4 separate regions of the Sus scrofa genome follow, and all the other regions are linked to region 4. A link is a contact called in public HiChIP or PLAC-seq data. All regions are on one chromosome and are shown on one strand. Each heading gives the region's core, a stretch centred on a gene start, on an enhancer-like site or on the middle of the called end of the contact. The rest is flanking DNA. Distances are from core to core; before and after follow the strand shown. Region 1 overlaps FNIP2 (folliculin-interacting protein 2). Region 2 overlaps FNIP2 (folliculin-interacting protein 2). Region 3 overlaps FNIP2 (folliculin-interacting protein 2). Region 4 overlaps LOC110262100 (rap guanine nucleotide exchange factor 6-like).

Region 1 (3,862 bases), core at 459-2,958, 330 kb after region 4:
AGTTCCTGGCCTGGGAACCTCCACATGCGTGAGCACGGCCAAAAAAAAAAAAAAAAAAAAAGAATGCTGAATAACATGGCAGACACATGAGATATAAGCTAAGGGGCTGGTTTAGTGCTTTCTAGCATTTCCTCAAAAATACTTTAGGATCACACACTTAGGTTTTTATGTAAAAGTACTATGTATATGTCATAAATCTACAACTCTCAAACACAAGAGCAGAGTCTAATTTGGACTTGGAAACTACTGTCATTTTCACAAGAAGAGGGTGGACTCACTTGCCATTTAGTGCGTGACTGTTGGCTGGGCCAGGGTCCGAAAGGCAGAGCAGCCTGGAGCCATGCTAGGGCTGGTCTCTACTGGCACAGGAGTGTGATCACAAACAGAGCTTCGTGGCTCTGCCTGGCCATTTTCCTACCTTTGCTGTGGGGACTGAAGAGCTCCTGCGTGTTACATTGGAAGGGGTACCAGCCCATACTGTGCCCCTCCACCACGTCAGCTCTGTGAGCTAGTAAAGACATTCTCCAGTTGATGCCTCAGTCGTAATAAATGTGAGACATTTAGTTAAATTATTCATAGACTCAGTTTTGCCATTAAAAGTGCTATGTCTAACACAATATTTTTAGTATCACTTTTCTTTTTAGAATACTTTTATAATTAAAACACATGTTACTACACACAGATTACAAAGACTTTTGGAGTTTTGCACATTAATGAGAAAATAATGAGGGAGGGCTCTTTAACAAACATTTATTCCTGCAGAAATTAACAGTGAGAAAAAAGTAAGTCAAAAGACTTAAAACTGCTGATTCAAAGGCTCTTCTTGGTCTGGATCATTCAAGTTCATGATAAATATTTAACTTCCTCTGGAAATATATTTGCTATTCTGAGAGTTTACTAGAAGCACGGTACTGATGATTTGATGACAGGATCTCGATTTGAAGAAATCATGCCCTGAAGCTCAAATCAAAGCCATTCCTTCAACACATGTTTCCTGAGCACCTAGTAAGAGACTAGCACCACCAAGGCCTGGGATGGAAAGTTAACACGTAGAGACATCTCTGCCCTTAAGAAGCTCAGACATTCATGCAATAAACAAGATGATTTCAGACTATGATAAGTTCTGCCTTTAAGAAGCTCACACACTCATGCAATAAATAAACAAGATGATTTCAGATTGTGATAAGGTCACATAATTTTCTTTAGGCAACTAGAGCAAAGGTTTATGGCAGTGGTAGAGGTAGATTCTCTCACTGGCAGTCAGAGAACATCATCATGAAAATGAGACACCTCAACTAAGACTTATATGCCAGAGAGAGGCTGCCATGGGAAGGGCAGGCAGTGGTCTGCACGGAACTATATCTATCAATAACTCTTTCAAAAATCTACGTGTGCTTCTCCTTGTATCTACGTGGGACAAATCCCCCATTCAAATATCCATTGTGCATCTCTCATATGCCACGCAGGATCCAGGCCACTGGGGACAGGACATTCAGCGTGACAGAGTGGGTAGTTCTCTGCCCCCATGGAGCTCACCTTCCAAGAGAGAAGAAGAAACACACGAAAAACTCCAGGGAATTATAAGATATCCACAGAGTGTGGCGAGTCACAAGGAACAACCTCAACGGTGGAAAAGGAAGTGCAGAGGTCAAGCGCTCAGGAGCTGTTTCTTTAAGGGGAAGAATTTTTGAGGTTGGGGTGCTGATGCTACTGGAAAATGGGATCATGAGATCGAAGATGCAGCTGCACCTCTGGGGCAGTGCAAGAGCAGGCCTGGAGCCAAGGTTCTGGGCAAGGATGAACCCTGCCCAGAGTAGCAGGCTCAGATCTGCCAAACAGCTTTCATTCACAAGGTGACACTTGGTGGGGAAGGACACTGCACAGAGCCCCTACTCTTCCACCTCCTCTGCTTGGAAAGACAGGTCTATATGTATCCAGAAAAGCTCCACCAAAAGAAAATAGGTTAATGTGCTGGCGCCCCTACTTCCTCCCCAGGCTCAGCTTGCACACTCTTCCCTCCCCACATCTGGCTGCCTTCTCTTCCTGTTACACAACAGTCTTTCTATTCTCTATGCACGAATCTGCAAGGCCTGCTCTGGCTGCCCCCAGGCCCAACAGCTCTTTGCTCTAGTCTTCATGAAGCCAGCCCAGCTGTTGTGGGCACTCAAGTCAGTGGAAATTTCATCTTGGAGAGGACTTCTTCAAGCACCTTGGTGGTGATGAGCTCTTGTCTACATTTTATTGTCTATTTTCTGTGTCTCCTTTGCTGAGAAGAAACTCCATGAGGACATCAGGGATCGTGTCTATTTGATCACTGATTTATCTCCACTGCCTATAAAAACATCTAGAATATAAAATGCTCAAGAAATGTTGCTGCAAGAAGAATGAGCAAATGATTATGTGAAAGATAGCAATGCCTGTCTCGATCGGTACATATGACGGAAACTAAGCGTTAGAAAACAAATTTCCAGAGAGTTCCAAGCTTGATTTTGTAAAAAGTTTCCTGTGGTCAAAGCTGTATACAGTGTTTGAATTTTCTCTCCTCCCCCCTCTTCATTAAATAAAGGTCTTTTTTCTATTTGGAGGTGACGATGGTGGTGGTGGTGATGGTGGTGGTAGTGGTGTTGGGGGGTATTGGTGGTGATGCTAGTGGTGGTGGTGATGCTAGTGGTGGTGATAATGGTGATAATAATGGTGGTGTTGATAATGGTAGTGGTAGTGTTGGTGATAATGGTGGTGCTGGTGATGATTGTGGTGGTGGTGATAATGGTGGTGTTGGTGATGGTGGTGGTGATGGTGGTGACAGTGATGATGCTGGTAGTGGTAGTGGTGATAGTGATGTAGCCTCACCTCTCTGAGCCGTGAATCTTTCCCTTTCCCATGTGTGTCTGTGTGTATATGTGTATGTGTGGTGTCATCAGATTTAATACCAAAACTACACAGTGGCCAACACTCTACCCTATGTGAACCCCATGACAACATGTGCTCTTATCCTGAAGGTTCACTGTAAAACAGTGGCAGGAACATGTCTGAACACACACATTAGGAGTTCTCCTTGAACTATCTTACCACTTTTAAGAGCCCAGGAAATGCAGTGGCCCACAGAATGGTGACACTGTTTTTCCTGTCCATGCTTTGATTATTCCGGAGAGGAAGAGACTCTGCACCTGAGTTAAGGTGATGGAGGACAAGTCTAAGTGACTCTGGTCCCAGCCCTGGCCCTCAGAACCTTACCCTTCCCATGTACCCAGGCTGACAAATGTAGCCCCTGCCCCCATCCAAGGTCCTGTTTCTGAATTCCAGCTGACTGCTCACAGCTGGAGAACTTCTGGGTACTTGTGAGACTGTGTTGATGTAGGTCTCCTCAGACTGGCCTCCGGCTGCCCCAGCCAATGTCACCATCCTCTGCTTGTTTTCTCAGATCAGAAACTGGACAGTTAGCCTTTTCCCTTTCTGTCCCACATCCTGTGTCCCATCAGTCACTGAGCCCCACCAACAGCACCCCCCCAGCTCGGCTTGAACTCACCCTCTTCATTCCCATTGCCTACTGGAACGTTTCTAAGGACAACAACTCCAATAACCACTCAAAAAATAATTTATCTTCCTGATTCATATATGCACAGAGGATACGCTCAAAATCTCCAAAAGAGAGTCAGAGATGATCTCCCTTTATACCTGTCCAGACACATTCTGTGAACACACATTTCTACCTTTCTGCATGGAGCGAGATCTTGTATATTCCTTTTGTTCTTGAAACATAAATGACAGTCTACTGTAACACACACACTGTGGATAAACCTTCCTTTTTTCGCTTAAAAATACATCCAAGAGAATTTTTTTTTTTTTTTTGGTTTTTTTTGGT
Region 2 (3,709 bases), core at 1,177-3,676, 360 kb after region 4:
CTCTGTGAAGATTATAGGAAGTGGTGTGTGGAAATCTCAGCACACCACAGGCTCTTGCCTGCCGCCCTGACTCACATGTAACCATAGGCCACGCTATTCCCTTCACGACAGCATCCAGCCAACAGGTACCTGGAGCTGCCCAGAGCACCAGCCACAGGTCCCGTGTGTCACTGAGGGTGGCTCTTGGTGGGAGCCAAAGAGGTTGAAAAATAAGCCTTGGGCTTTTGCCTTAAAATGTCTGACTCGGAGTTCCCATCGTGGCTCAGTGGTTAACGAATCCAACTAGGAACCATGAGGTTGTGGGTTCGATCCCTGGCCTTGTTCAGTGGGTTAAGGATCCGGCATTGCCGTGAGCCGTGGTGTAGACTGCAGGCGCGGCTCGGATCCCAAGTTGCTGTGGCTCTGGTGTAGGCCGGCAGCTACAGCTCCGATTCGACCCCTAGCCTGAGAATCTCCATATGCCCCAGGAGCAGCCCAAGAAATGGCAAAAAAAAAAAAAATGTCTGGCTTATCTTTTAAAGACATTTATTCTGGTCAGAAACATCATGTTTCTCTGCTTTTGCTGAAAGCAAGGGAAGAACACTGTCCCTGGTCTCGGGGACATGGTATTATTTATCTATTTATGGTCACAGCCATATGGCCTGAGTCACAAGACAATAAGGCTGCATCTCTACCTTTTCCTACTGTAAAATTTAGACAAAAGGGCTTATATGAACCCTTTTCCATGATGCCAAGATTTGCCTGGTTGGACCTAAAACCAGGTCTTTTTTCTGGAATAACTCAAGAGCAGAAAGTGTGTGACCAAAGTCTAAAAGACTTACCTGAGGGGGTGATAAGCAATAGTACAAAGGATTTTTTTTTTTTTCTTTTTTAGGGCTGCACCTTGTGACATATGAAAGTCCCCAGGTTAGGGGTCAAATAGGAGCTACAGTTGAGGCCTACGCCACAGCCACAGCAATACCGGATCCAAGCCACATCTGTGACCTACACCACCACTTGCGGCAACACTGGATCCTTAACCCACTGAGCGAGGCCAGGGATCAAACCTGTGTCCTCAGGTAGACTATGTCAGCTTCTTAACCCCCTGAGCCACAGTGGGAACTCCAGTTCAAAGGATTTTAAGTAGAGAAAACAGAATTGTCTTTATGATAGATATAACCATTGCTGTGGTTAAACTGTGTTTCCCCAAAGATATGTTCAATTCCTAGTTTCTGGTACCTGTGAACATGACCTTGTTCAGAAACAGGGTCTGTGTAGGTATAATCACACCAGATTAATCACACCTAATCCAATGACTGGTGTCAACACAAGAGGAAGGAACCTGAACACAGACACAAAGGGAAGAAGGCTATGTGAGAACAGACACTGGATGGTGAACTATGAGCCCAGGAAAGCCAAGGAATGCTGGCGCTCTTATCTTAGAGAGTAGATTAAGAAACGTGAAGGTCCCGGTTTCCAGGGAACTTGAAGAGACAGCCATGTGGGCAGCCACACGAAAACAAGAGGATGCAGAGAGCAAGAAAGAAAACAGGACACATGCCTGGAAGCAGCAGTATCTGAACGAGGAAGGGAAGAGGGGAGGCCGGGATCAGGTGCGGAGGTGACTTCAGAGTCAGGGCAGACAGAGGGCAGGCATCAGACTCAGAGCACAGGGGCACGACGTCCAAGTCCTGGGTGTTGGGTACAGCCACTGCAGGAGAACCGCAAGGAAAACAAGGCTGGAAATTGGGGCCACCCATGGAGGACCTTGGCTGCTGACTGAAGGAACATGCGTTTGGTCCATGGGCAGAGGTATGAGTGCCATTCCCACCTTCTGAGAAAAGTGAACGACACAGTCAGCTGTGTTTTAGGAGAGGAATAAACCATTCTCACCTTCTGAGAAAAGTGAACGACACAGTCAGCTGTGTTTTAGGAGAGGACTAAACCATTCTCAGGGCAAAAGGAGAGGGCGCAATGACCCGCACCAGGGTCTCCAGGGGCCAAGCTCACAAGGCAGAGGGTAGCAGTTTTATGCTTTGCTGCAGCGATCTGCTCCGTCCTCTGAGACCCCCGTGTTGGTCTATGATACTGCCCTTGAACGTTTACAGGAATCAGGCTGCAGGTGCCCTCAAGTTCGCCCATGTGGAAGCATGGTCTATGAGAGACGAACAGTTCAGAAACGTTCTTCCTCAGACTCCATGCAAGGCAACAAAGATAGTCAAAGTTAAGTTCATGTGCAGAGTTTAAAGAGCTGTCTTGTGATCCAGGAATGTGAATGTTTAGAGTCAGGTATGATCAGGAACTTTAAATGGTCCAAGAAAAGGTAAAACGAAACAATACAAACCCAATAAAACCCACAAGAGTGATCACAACAAAGACTGGCACACACTGTCCACCTGGCAATCGGCTCCTGCATGCCTGCTGCCTGCGCGGCACCTCAGGCACAGGGTACAAACCACAACCCCGCCCCATGAGCTCACTGTGTCCATGGTGACATTTCCCTGCCACACATGAGACCTTGGGTATGCTCTTTTCTCTACTGATTCCCACCACTCCTCTTCTCTTCCTCCAAAAAAGTTTTCAGACACAGACAGAAGTCCATCTCAAGAGTTAAGGAGGCTCTAATGACTATTACCTGAAAATAAAGTAACGGCAGGATGGAGGAAAAGGGAAAATTATGCTTGAGACGGCGATCAGAGTTCACCCTGTCAGCACAAATGTACATTATTTCCTGCCCAGTAGCAAGCTATTTATTGCAAGAAAAAAATTATGTAAATAGATGGCAGTAATATATTTGGAACTTTTTGTTTCTTTTTTGCTAGGTTCATAGCTCAGCAAGATGGCAACAGGAAAAGGAATTTGCTAGTCAGTTGACTTTTCCTTCCTCTATTTTGCACATATACAGCATCCCAAATTGCCTGGTTTAGTTTCAGAAAGCTACATAAAAATTCACCTCTGAACTGCTATCCTGCTTTCAACAGTATAGTAAAAAAAAACTTAGAATCAAATTCTCATCATAAGCTTTAATATACAATGTGAACCGAAAGATTTAACTTTAAAATTCTTTCAGAGTTCCTGTCATGGCTCATCAGTAATGAACCCAACCAGTATCCATGAGGACTCGGGTTTGATCCGTGACCTTGCTCAGCGGGTTAAGGATCTGGTGTTACCATGAGCTGCGATGAAGGTCACAGATGCGCCTTGGATCTAGCATTGCTATGACTGTGGTGTAGGCCGGCAGCTGTAGCTCAGATTCAGCCTCTGTCCTGGGATCTTCCATATGTTGCACGTGCAGCCCTAAAAAAGCAAAAAATAATAATAATAGGGAGTTCCCGTCGTGGCGCAGTGATTAACGAATCTGACTAGGAACCATAGGCTGCAGGTTCGATCCCTGGCCTTGTTCAGTGGGTTAAGGATCTGGCGTTGCCATGAGCTGTGGTGTAGGTTGCAGATGTGGCTCGGATCCCACGTTGCTGTGGCTCTGGTGTAGGCCAGCAGCTATAGCTCCGATTCAACCCCTAGCCTGGGAACCTCCATATGCTGCAGGAGCGGCCCTAGAAAAGGCAAAAAGACAAATAATAATAATAATAATAATAATAATAAAATGACTCCAATTAGATGTATCCTACTGTTATTTTCCCAGAAATTTATATTGGATGTTGGCCACAACCCTTTGTCTTTAGTAGGTGACATGTACATCCTTTATTGCTCTTGTAAAAGAAACGTGTGG
Region 3 (3,911 bases), core at 1,138-3,637, 390 kb after region 4:
TCATGAGAAGCAAGCTTCCAAAAAACACCTAGTAGGGGACCCTCTGCTATCTCTACCTCCCTTCCACTTGGACACGCAGCTGTAATGTAATTACACTGCTCTATTGATGCTCTGCAGTGGAAGCAGCCTGGATTGCTCAGAGCACAGCACAGAGCCATACAGGCAAAGTCCAGTTCTAAAGTGCTGTCAACATTGAGATACAGCAGCTCACATCCCCAAGCCACAGCAGAAGCTCTAGCCCCCTTGGCAGAGCGTCCAGAACCCTGCAGTAACCTTCCCATCATTTTGCACCTCTGCTTAGGCCTCCTTCCATGCATTTACACTACACACCTGTGTCCCACACTAGACTGGTCTCTGATCTTCCTGGAGAAGAGTTTAGTCATGAAAAGGGCTTTTCTTCTCCCTTTCTCTTACATTTACAACATTTTTAAAAACTTTTTTTTCTTAATGGCCTCATGCATGGCATATGAAACTTGCTAGGCCCAGGGACTGAATCTGAGCTGCAGCTGCGACCGACCTATGCCACAGCTGCAGCAATGCTGGATCCTTTAACCCACTGCGCCTGGCCAGGGATCAAACCCACATTGTCACAGCCACCCAAGCCACTGCAGTCATATTCTTAACCCAGTGCGCCACAGAGGAAACTCCTAAAAAACATTTTTAAGCATTTATAATTTTAAACATATAATTTTCAACACATAACTATCTATCTCACAGAGGAATAAATAATTGAATCAAATTACTGTAAATGGTATCACATAAACAACTACTATTATTGTAATGATGATAGCCACTGCGATAATTTTGGAATTACTAGGAGTTATTAATTAATACATGATGTAATTCAATAACCCATCAAATAAGATTAAACAAAATAAAAAGCATTTGACACTCTTCTACAATTTATAAAGATATCTCATTTGTTTTACAGAGTAATGTATGACCTTGCCTTTTAATATATGCAATCTAGGAGTTCCTGTTGTAGCTCAGCAGGTTAAGAACCTGACTAGTATCTATGAGGATGTGGTTAAGGATCCGGCATTGCTGCAGGGTGCAGTGTAGGTTGCAGATGCAGCTTGGATCTGGTGTTGCTGTGGCTGTGGCACAGGCCGGCAGCTGCAACTCCAATTCAACCTCTAGCCTAGGAACTTCCATATGCCATAGGTGTGGCCCTAAAAAGACAAAAAAAAAAAAAAAAAATGCTATCTCAAGATGTAGGACTCCATTCATTCACTGTTGCAAATATGGATGTGCCAGGCTCTGGTCAGGATGCTGATGATACAGAGGAAAATGGAATTGGTGTGTTCACAGTCTCAAGGGGTGTGTGATTGTGTGTGATTGTGGGTTGGGGCTGTCAGTGTTGCAGAGTGGGAGAGGAGAGAAAGATCTTCTGAGAAGTACCCAGAGAACTCAGGCCTGCTCCTCCCTCATCACTGGGGACACGGAAGCCAGGGAGGGGAAGAAGTCTTACCTGAAGTATGTGATGCTCCTGGCTCCCTCCTGATCGCCCCCACCCCCACCCCCAACCCCTCAAGGAGACGTGGCAGCCACATCACAATCTCCACAGCTACACTTAGTCCAAGCCTTCCACTTTGCCAGGACTAACCAACAGCTTCCTGGCATCCCACTCATTCCTGGCATGCTACGAATCCATTCAATGGAACAGTCAACGTGCACAGCAGAATAAAGTTAATAAGAGCTATTTAAGGAAATCGACTAAGGTCAGGGTCAGAGTTAACTTAGTGACAGAAGATGATTCTCTCCTGTCTTCCCATCTGGATTGACAGGCAACAAGAGCGATTCTCCCCTAAGAGCTAAAATTCAAAGCTTCTCTTATCAGTTTATCACTGGCAAATCAAATGAGAAAGACACTTCAAGTGCTCTGAGAGCTCTGTCAGCCACAAAGAACAAGGAGGCTGCTTGGAACAAGATAGAACACCATCACCAACCCCTCAATGAGCAGAGAAAGCCAGGAGATGAGAGGCCCAGAGAGGATGCTCAGCTGTGAATCAGCACACTCATTTCTCTGAGTCAGGTCCTCATGACAAGGCTGAGGACTGGGACCTCGGGAGGCACCAGCAGCTGGACAGCAGTCATGGTCAGCAGTGCCTGCTGAGAGCGGTCACACCAGGGGAGGAAGCCTGGTCTGCGAGGCAAAGGGCTGTGTCCAGTTCCAGCCAGTCAGTCACTGGCCAAGTGACTCTCTGAGCCTGTGTTTCTTCGCTGGGAAATAAATGTTGATGGTGACAGCCCACCTATCTAGAAGGTGGTCAAAATGCTTACCCTGAGCACGTGAAGGTCCCCCGAGAACCTGCATGGCTCAAAACAGATGTGACGTTTTACTTCATACACCCTACTGTCCAAAAGCCCCCACTGTCCTGCTTGAGCAGCTAAGCTCGGAGATGACTACACTGTATTTACACAACATGAAGCCAAGATAAATAACTCTGGCCACAATGACATCTGGCAAATAATAATTTTATCTAAGAAAGTCAGTCAACCTCCCCACCCCCACCATAATTCACTGGAAGTTCCAGGCAATTAAGCTTTCGACAACAGACTCACGGCAGAATCCCTTAGGAACAATAAACTCTACAACAAATTAGTGCAACAGCTAGAAAATTCAATCTATGAAATGATTAGCTTTCCAATTAACATAAGGCATTCTTTCTTCCTCTGATCAATTCCTTCTCCACCTCCTATGTCCCTTCGATCACAGCAACCACCCCCCTAACATACCCTTCATCTAACTCTCCAAGTCAAATCCTCCAAGTCTTTCAGGACCCAAACCAAGGGCCATCTATCCAGAAAACACATCCCACAAGGACCTTTTTCCTGAAGATGCTTCAACACCTATAATGAGACAGAACAGACTCATGGACAGTGCCTCCAAAGGAGTCTCTGTTTTCAGGGGCCCAGAATTTCTCCTGTAACCAGGCTGTAACCCTTCCCCCTCCACCCCCCTTACCCCCCTCACCCTGGCTGAACCTTGACTGACAGTCCCCATGTCTCACTCATGGCAAGAGTCACGGTGTAGGACCAGGTCAGCTGCTAGCCATGCACTATCTCCGTAAAATAACACATGCCCAAATATGCTTACTCAAGGTAACCTTGAATCTGTGTTTTTAGATTTTAACACTCTTGCTGCTACTGTACGGTATGCATCCCTCTCCATCACATATCTCAGAATGTTAGGGTGTCCCTTACGAACTTCTAAACGAGATCATGAACTTCTTGAGGGTATGAATACACAACTTCAAATTCTTTTGTGTGTGGCTTGTGTAGCCAACCTAATACTGAGCAGAGAGAAGGCACTTAGGAAGTGGTTCTGAAGTTAGAAATCACCTCTTTTCTGTCATATTTACTAAGGCTGCCTCACAGAGAGCTGTTCACCTAGGTTCTGGAAATGGGCACTCTCTCGGGGACAACAAAACCTCATTACACTCTGGCTCAAGGGGACAAAGATCCAAATGTGCCTTTGAAAAATAATTACACATGAAAAAATCTGACTGTATTTAATGAGTCCAAAACACAGGGTAACGTTAATCTTCCTATCAGTTCTTAAAGATTTCGGTTATAGTCCATCCAGTACAACTACTAGGAATGCTGACTTTAATACAGAATTACAGAAGAATGTTTGCAAAACAAAGCAAATGAACAAACAGAACACGCTTCTCAGGAAGAAAATTTCCTTAGCAGGAGATTTTTTTGTATTCACCCCAGCACTTCTTATGTTTACAAAAGCTACATTCAGGTACACCAGCAACTTCTACATAATTACAAACAAGCGGAGCCCAAGAATTTAGTCTTTAGAAGTGGCACCATCTAATGGTATTTTCAAATTATTCCCTAGAAACTCAAAGGAGGCAATGAAACACTGTCCAGCAGAAATGTATTGTGAGTTACACACC
Region 4 (3,828 bases), core at 592-3,091:
AAATTAGAAGTTTGGGATGAAAAGATACACACTACTATAGATAAAACAGATAACCAACAAGGATATAGCCCAGGAAACTCTATAATCTTATAACCTATAAGGAAAAGAATCTGAAAAAGAATAGATATACATGTATAACTGAATCATTTGCTGTACACCTGGAACTAATGCACATTGTAAATCAACTATACTTCAATAAAAATTAAAATATTCATGCTTTACAAAAATAAACTAATTAGAACTAAGAATACAAAAACACTGAGTCTCATTTTAAAGATGTTTTGGAAAGAGCCACAAGCCAGGAAATCCTCCCCTCCACCTCTCCTCATTCCTGTACCCCAAGGTTGGTTTCTGGTCTGAAAATTCCCTATTGTGAGATGCCACCAAAAAATCTGTTTTACTTAATCAGCCAGAAAATTCTCCTGACTTCATGAGAAACGGCCAGGCTCCCCGCTCAGTCTCTCATTCGCAGAGAGGCATCAGGCAGGCAGTGTTTCAACAGGAGGCACACCTTGCCTCCCCTCCAGCTCTGCAAACACTCCCCTCAGTGCAGCTGCCACCTGGTGGCTCCGTGCAGGCCTAGCGATGGCTGTGTGTTTTCTAAGAAAAGGTGAAGGAGGAGAACCTAGCAGCAACAGCACTGAACTTTTCCACACTTAGAGGGAAGCAGAATGAATCTGAGATCTCACTTGCAGACATACGGGCAATGTGGCAGGCTAACAGAAGCTGACTAGTATAATAACAGTTATTATTAATCCTATTACCTAGGACTCACCCTGGGAGTTGATTCCGTCTAGTGGTTCTCAAGCTCTGATGAGCATGTGACTCACCTAGAATGCCAGTCAAAACTGTGTGGTCCCAGGCTCCCCGGGACCGGTCCTCTGGCAGCAGATCCATCACTTCACCTTCTAAACAACAACCTGGGTCGCTCTTATGTACAGGGCTTGTCAAGTTAAAATCAAACCCCAACAGGAACAAATGGCAGAAAAAACTACAATCCTGTCCTTACTGATGTGACTAGTTGCATCTGCTTTATTCACTCATGTCATTTTAATTTTTCTCAAAATAGTTGTCTTATGTTTTAAAATTATGAGCTAAGGCATCCCACCGAGGGTTGCTGACATGGCAATCTTGGATAAACTCTAACTTGCCATTTCCAAATACCATAGTCTTACATCACCAGGAACAGGGAGAAAAGGGAAGCCCAAAGATTAAAGAGGTGCATCCAGCAAGGCAGGTCTCACGGACTCGGAGAAAGGACCTACAAACATTAGATGGAGCTCTATGAAGGGGTACTGATTTGACTCCAACCTCCCCACCCCCCACCCCAATGCTTCAAGCAACATGTGAAAGCCACAAAAGCCCAGGTGTGCAACAAGACACTCTGAGGGCCTCTGAATGTGATGTCACCAACAGGGAGGAGGAAATGAATCAAGCCAAAAAAAAAAAAAAAAAAACAAGCAAACAAAACATAAACAGGCCACTGTAATGCAAGCACTTTGCCGCTCAGTGTGATCAGACAGAAGGACCCAGAAGCAATGAGGACTGAGAGGTCCCTGCAGCCCATTCCCCCCAGGCTGACCCAGAAGGGCAGGTCCAGCTGGCAGGACAGGAAGAGCCCGTGACCTGGCCCCTCTCTCCGCCCTGCCCCTCGGCACTACCCACAGCTGCTCCCAGCGCGCCTTCCACATCACACACACCTACACCCCATCTTTAATGTGATCTTCTCACTCACTGTTTCCCAAACCTCAAAATACTCACCCCATCTAATTTCTGCTAGTTTCTCTATAGCTCTCATTCCTAAGCCACTTGGGTATCTTCCTCCACCTACAGGCGGGCCTGGGTGCTGCATGCAGGAACGCCTGGGTCTCAGTCAGCACCAGCTTAGGGAATCGAGATCACCAGGCACTTCCCAGGGCAGCTCTCGGTTCCTTAGCAGGAGAGTCCAGCCCTTGGCGGCACAGCAGCTGAAGGCAGCTCCACACTGCCGCGCAAAAGCACAGGTTTAGGAGCGGACACTTTCACACCAGCCATGCAGTCCTGCTGAGGTTCTGGTTCCTCACAAGTGACCCAACCCTTTCCATTCTGCTCCCAGCCCCACACATCCTGGGCTCCAGGCGGTACCTGCTGAGCCACCACACACCTGGTCCCACCTACGCCTCAGGCCCCAGAAAAACCTGCTGGACAAACTTGCTGTGCCAGCTCGTAAAGGGGACCTTCCACCCAGAAAACTTGCTATTCATCCTTTAAATTCCAGTTTAACCACCACTTCCCCTGAGAAATGTTTCAGTATCTTCCAAGTAAGTGAGTCATCCTCCTGGGTTCCCAGGGTGCTTCATACTTATTCATATGAAGCAGCTGCCAGTGTCAGCAGTGTTTATTTTAGGGGCTTCCCCATTAGCCTTTTTTTGGCTTTTTAGGGCTGCACCCAGGGCAAATGGAAGTTCCTGGACCAGGGGTCAAATCAGAGCTGCAGCTGCCAGCCTGTGTCACCGCCATAGCAACAGAGGATCCAAGCCACATCTATGACCTACACCACAGTTCACAGCAATGCCAGATCCTTAATCAACTCAGCAAGGCAAGGGATCCTCAAGGATACTAGTTGGGTTCGTTACTGCTGAGCCACAACAGGAACTCCTTCCCCATTAGCTTTTAAGCTCCTCTAACTCATCAGTACGCCCAATCTGCACACTATATAACACTCCATGGGCGCTCAGATACTTCCTTAATAGCGAATTAGTAGTGTCTATTCAGACGCAAACTTAGGTATGGTATTAAAGTGTCTGAAAGTCAAAGATGAGAGTTTCAATTTACCAGGAGCTGGAAAAAAAGAATCCAGGCTTAAAGAACCACTTTAGCAATATCGCAACTGTCCACCAGGTGGCAGTGTCTCCATATGGAAGGGCTGTCAGTGCTGTTCCAGGTTCCCTGTTCACAGAGCAGGAGGCCTCTAAACGGGTCAATTCCAAGTTGATGGAAGAGGAGGGAAATAAGTGAATAAACCACAAGAAAAGGGACTGAATCAGCACAAAGGATCATCAGAGGGCAAAAAAGTAACTTGGGAAAAAGCTACTTTATTCAGCTTTAATACTATGTGAAAACAAGTGGAACCCAACCAGCAAATATAGCTGCAAAAGGGGCAGAGAAGGCAGGAGGGACTGTGGCGGGGGGGGGGGGGGGGGGGGGGGGGGGGAAGTGCCCTAACAGAGCGGGACAGGTTGTGGGCTAGGGGTGACCACCGCATGAACACTAAGCTTGACATTCATATCCCGCCAGCCACAAATAGCAGCTAATCCACCCATGTCCGTGTGTGTATTTGGGGAGGGCGGTGTCAAGCAATGGACACTGAAGGAACAGTCCGCTTGTGAAAAAGCAACAACCGGGACCAGAAGTTGGTGCATAAGGAGGGCACCGGGCATACAGCAGGTTTTCTCCTGTGTGAGCAGAGCAGATGCAGCTGTGTGGGTGCTCCCCAGAAGGCCGAGGGGGAGGAGCTCCCTTCCGCTGCTCCATGTGGGCAGCAGTGGGTGACTGGCGGACATCCAGAGAACTGTGGTGAGGAAGCCACTGGGGTGGGCGGGGGGAACACGGCAGCCACAGGGTGGTCAGGGACAAGCAAAACCACAAACATCAGGACTATCTGCAAAAAGAGGCTGCATCACACCCCAAGAGTGTTTCACCACATTCAAATGACGGAACCACAGGTGACTAGGGGGAATGGAGACAGGATTCTCACCACCCAGGACCAGGAACTGCACTCCTCCAGCTAAGAGACCAGAATGGAAGTAACATGAAGACCATGCAAAGTTCCAATAAAGAAGTAGACAG

The links. HiChIP or PLAC-seq counts read pairs in DNA pulled down with a chosen protein or histone mark.
Region 1: an H3K27ac HiChIP or PLAC-seq map of alveolar macrophages shows a contact between it and region 4. The contact joins two enhancer-like sites. A contact is called at or near these places in 1 of 47 Hi-C or Micro-C datasets (liver) and 2 of 2 datasets of contacts at active chromatin or transcription factors (alveolar macrophages and skeletal muscle).
Region 2: a contact with region 4 is called in an H3K27ac HiChIP or PLAC-seq map of alveolar macrophages. The contact joins two enhancer-like sites. A contact is called at or near these places in 1 of 47 Hi-C or Micro-C datasets (liver) and 1 of 2 datasets of contacts at active chromatin or transcription factors (alveolar macrophages).
Region 3: a contact with region 4 is called in an H3K27ac HiChIP or PLAC-seq map of alveolar macrophages. The contact joins two enhancer-like sites. A contact is called at or near these places in 2 of 2 datasets of contacts at active chromatin or transcription factors (alveolar macrophages and skeletal muscle).

Annotation. Positions count from the first base shown.
Region 1 is chr8:47,785,632-47,789,493 of Sscrofa11.1, reverse strand. All of the region lies in intron 8 of FNIP2 (folliculin-interacting protein 2), which reads right to left. Among named protein-coding and RNA genes, the nearest start is that of FNIP2, 85 kb to the right of the region's middle. Within about 2 kb of position 1,708, at least 5 of the 83 cell types and tissues checked have an H3K27ac peak or open chromatin away from gene starts, as enhancers often do. A contact at or near this core is called in alveolar macrophages, where this site is marked.
Region 2 is chr8:47,759,673-47,763,381 of Sscrofa11.1, reverse strand. The region is part of intron 1 of FNIP2 (folliculin-interacting protein 2); the gene reads right to left. Among named protein-coding and RNA genes, the nearest start is that of FNIP2, 59 kb to the right of the region's middle. Within about 2 kb of position 2,426, at least 12 of the 83 cell types and tissues checked have an H3K27ac peak or open chromatin away from gene starts, as enhancers often do. A contact at or near this core is called in alveolar macrophages, where this site is marked.
Region 3 is chr8:47,729,162-47,733,072 of Sscrofa11.1, reverse strand. All of the region lies in intron 1 of FNIP2 (folliculin-interacting protein 2), which reads right to left. Among named protein-coding and RNA genes, the nearest start is that of FNIP2, 28 kb to the right of the region's middle. Within about 2 kb of position 2,387, at least 16 of the 83 cell types and tissues checked have an H3K27ac peak or open chromatin away from gene starts, as enhancers often do. A contact at or near this core is called in alveolar macrophages, where this site is marked.
Region 4 is chr8:48,120,709-48,124,536 of Sscrofa11.1, reverse strand. All of the region lies in intron 3 of LOC110262100 (rap guanine nucleotide exchange factor 6-like), which reads right to left. Among named protein-coding and RNA genes, the nearest start is that of RAPGEF2, 61 kb to the left of the region's middle. Within about 2 kb of position 1,841, at least 35 of the 83 cell types and tissues checked have an H3K27ac peak or open chromatin away from gene starts, as enhancers often do. A contact at or near this core is called in alveolar macrophages, where this site is marked.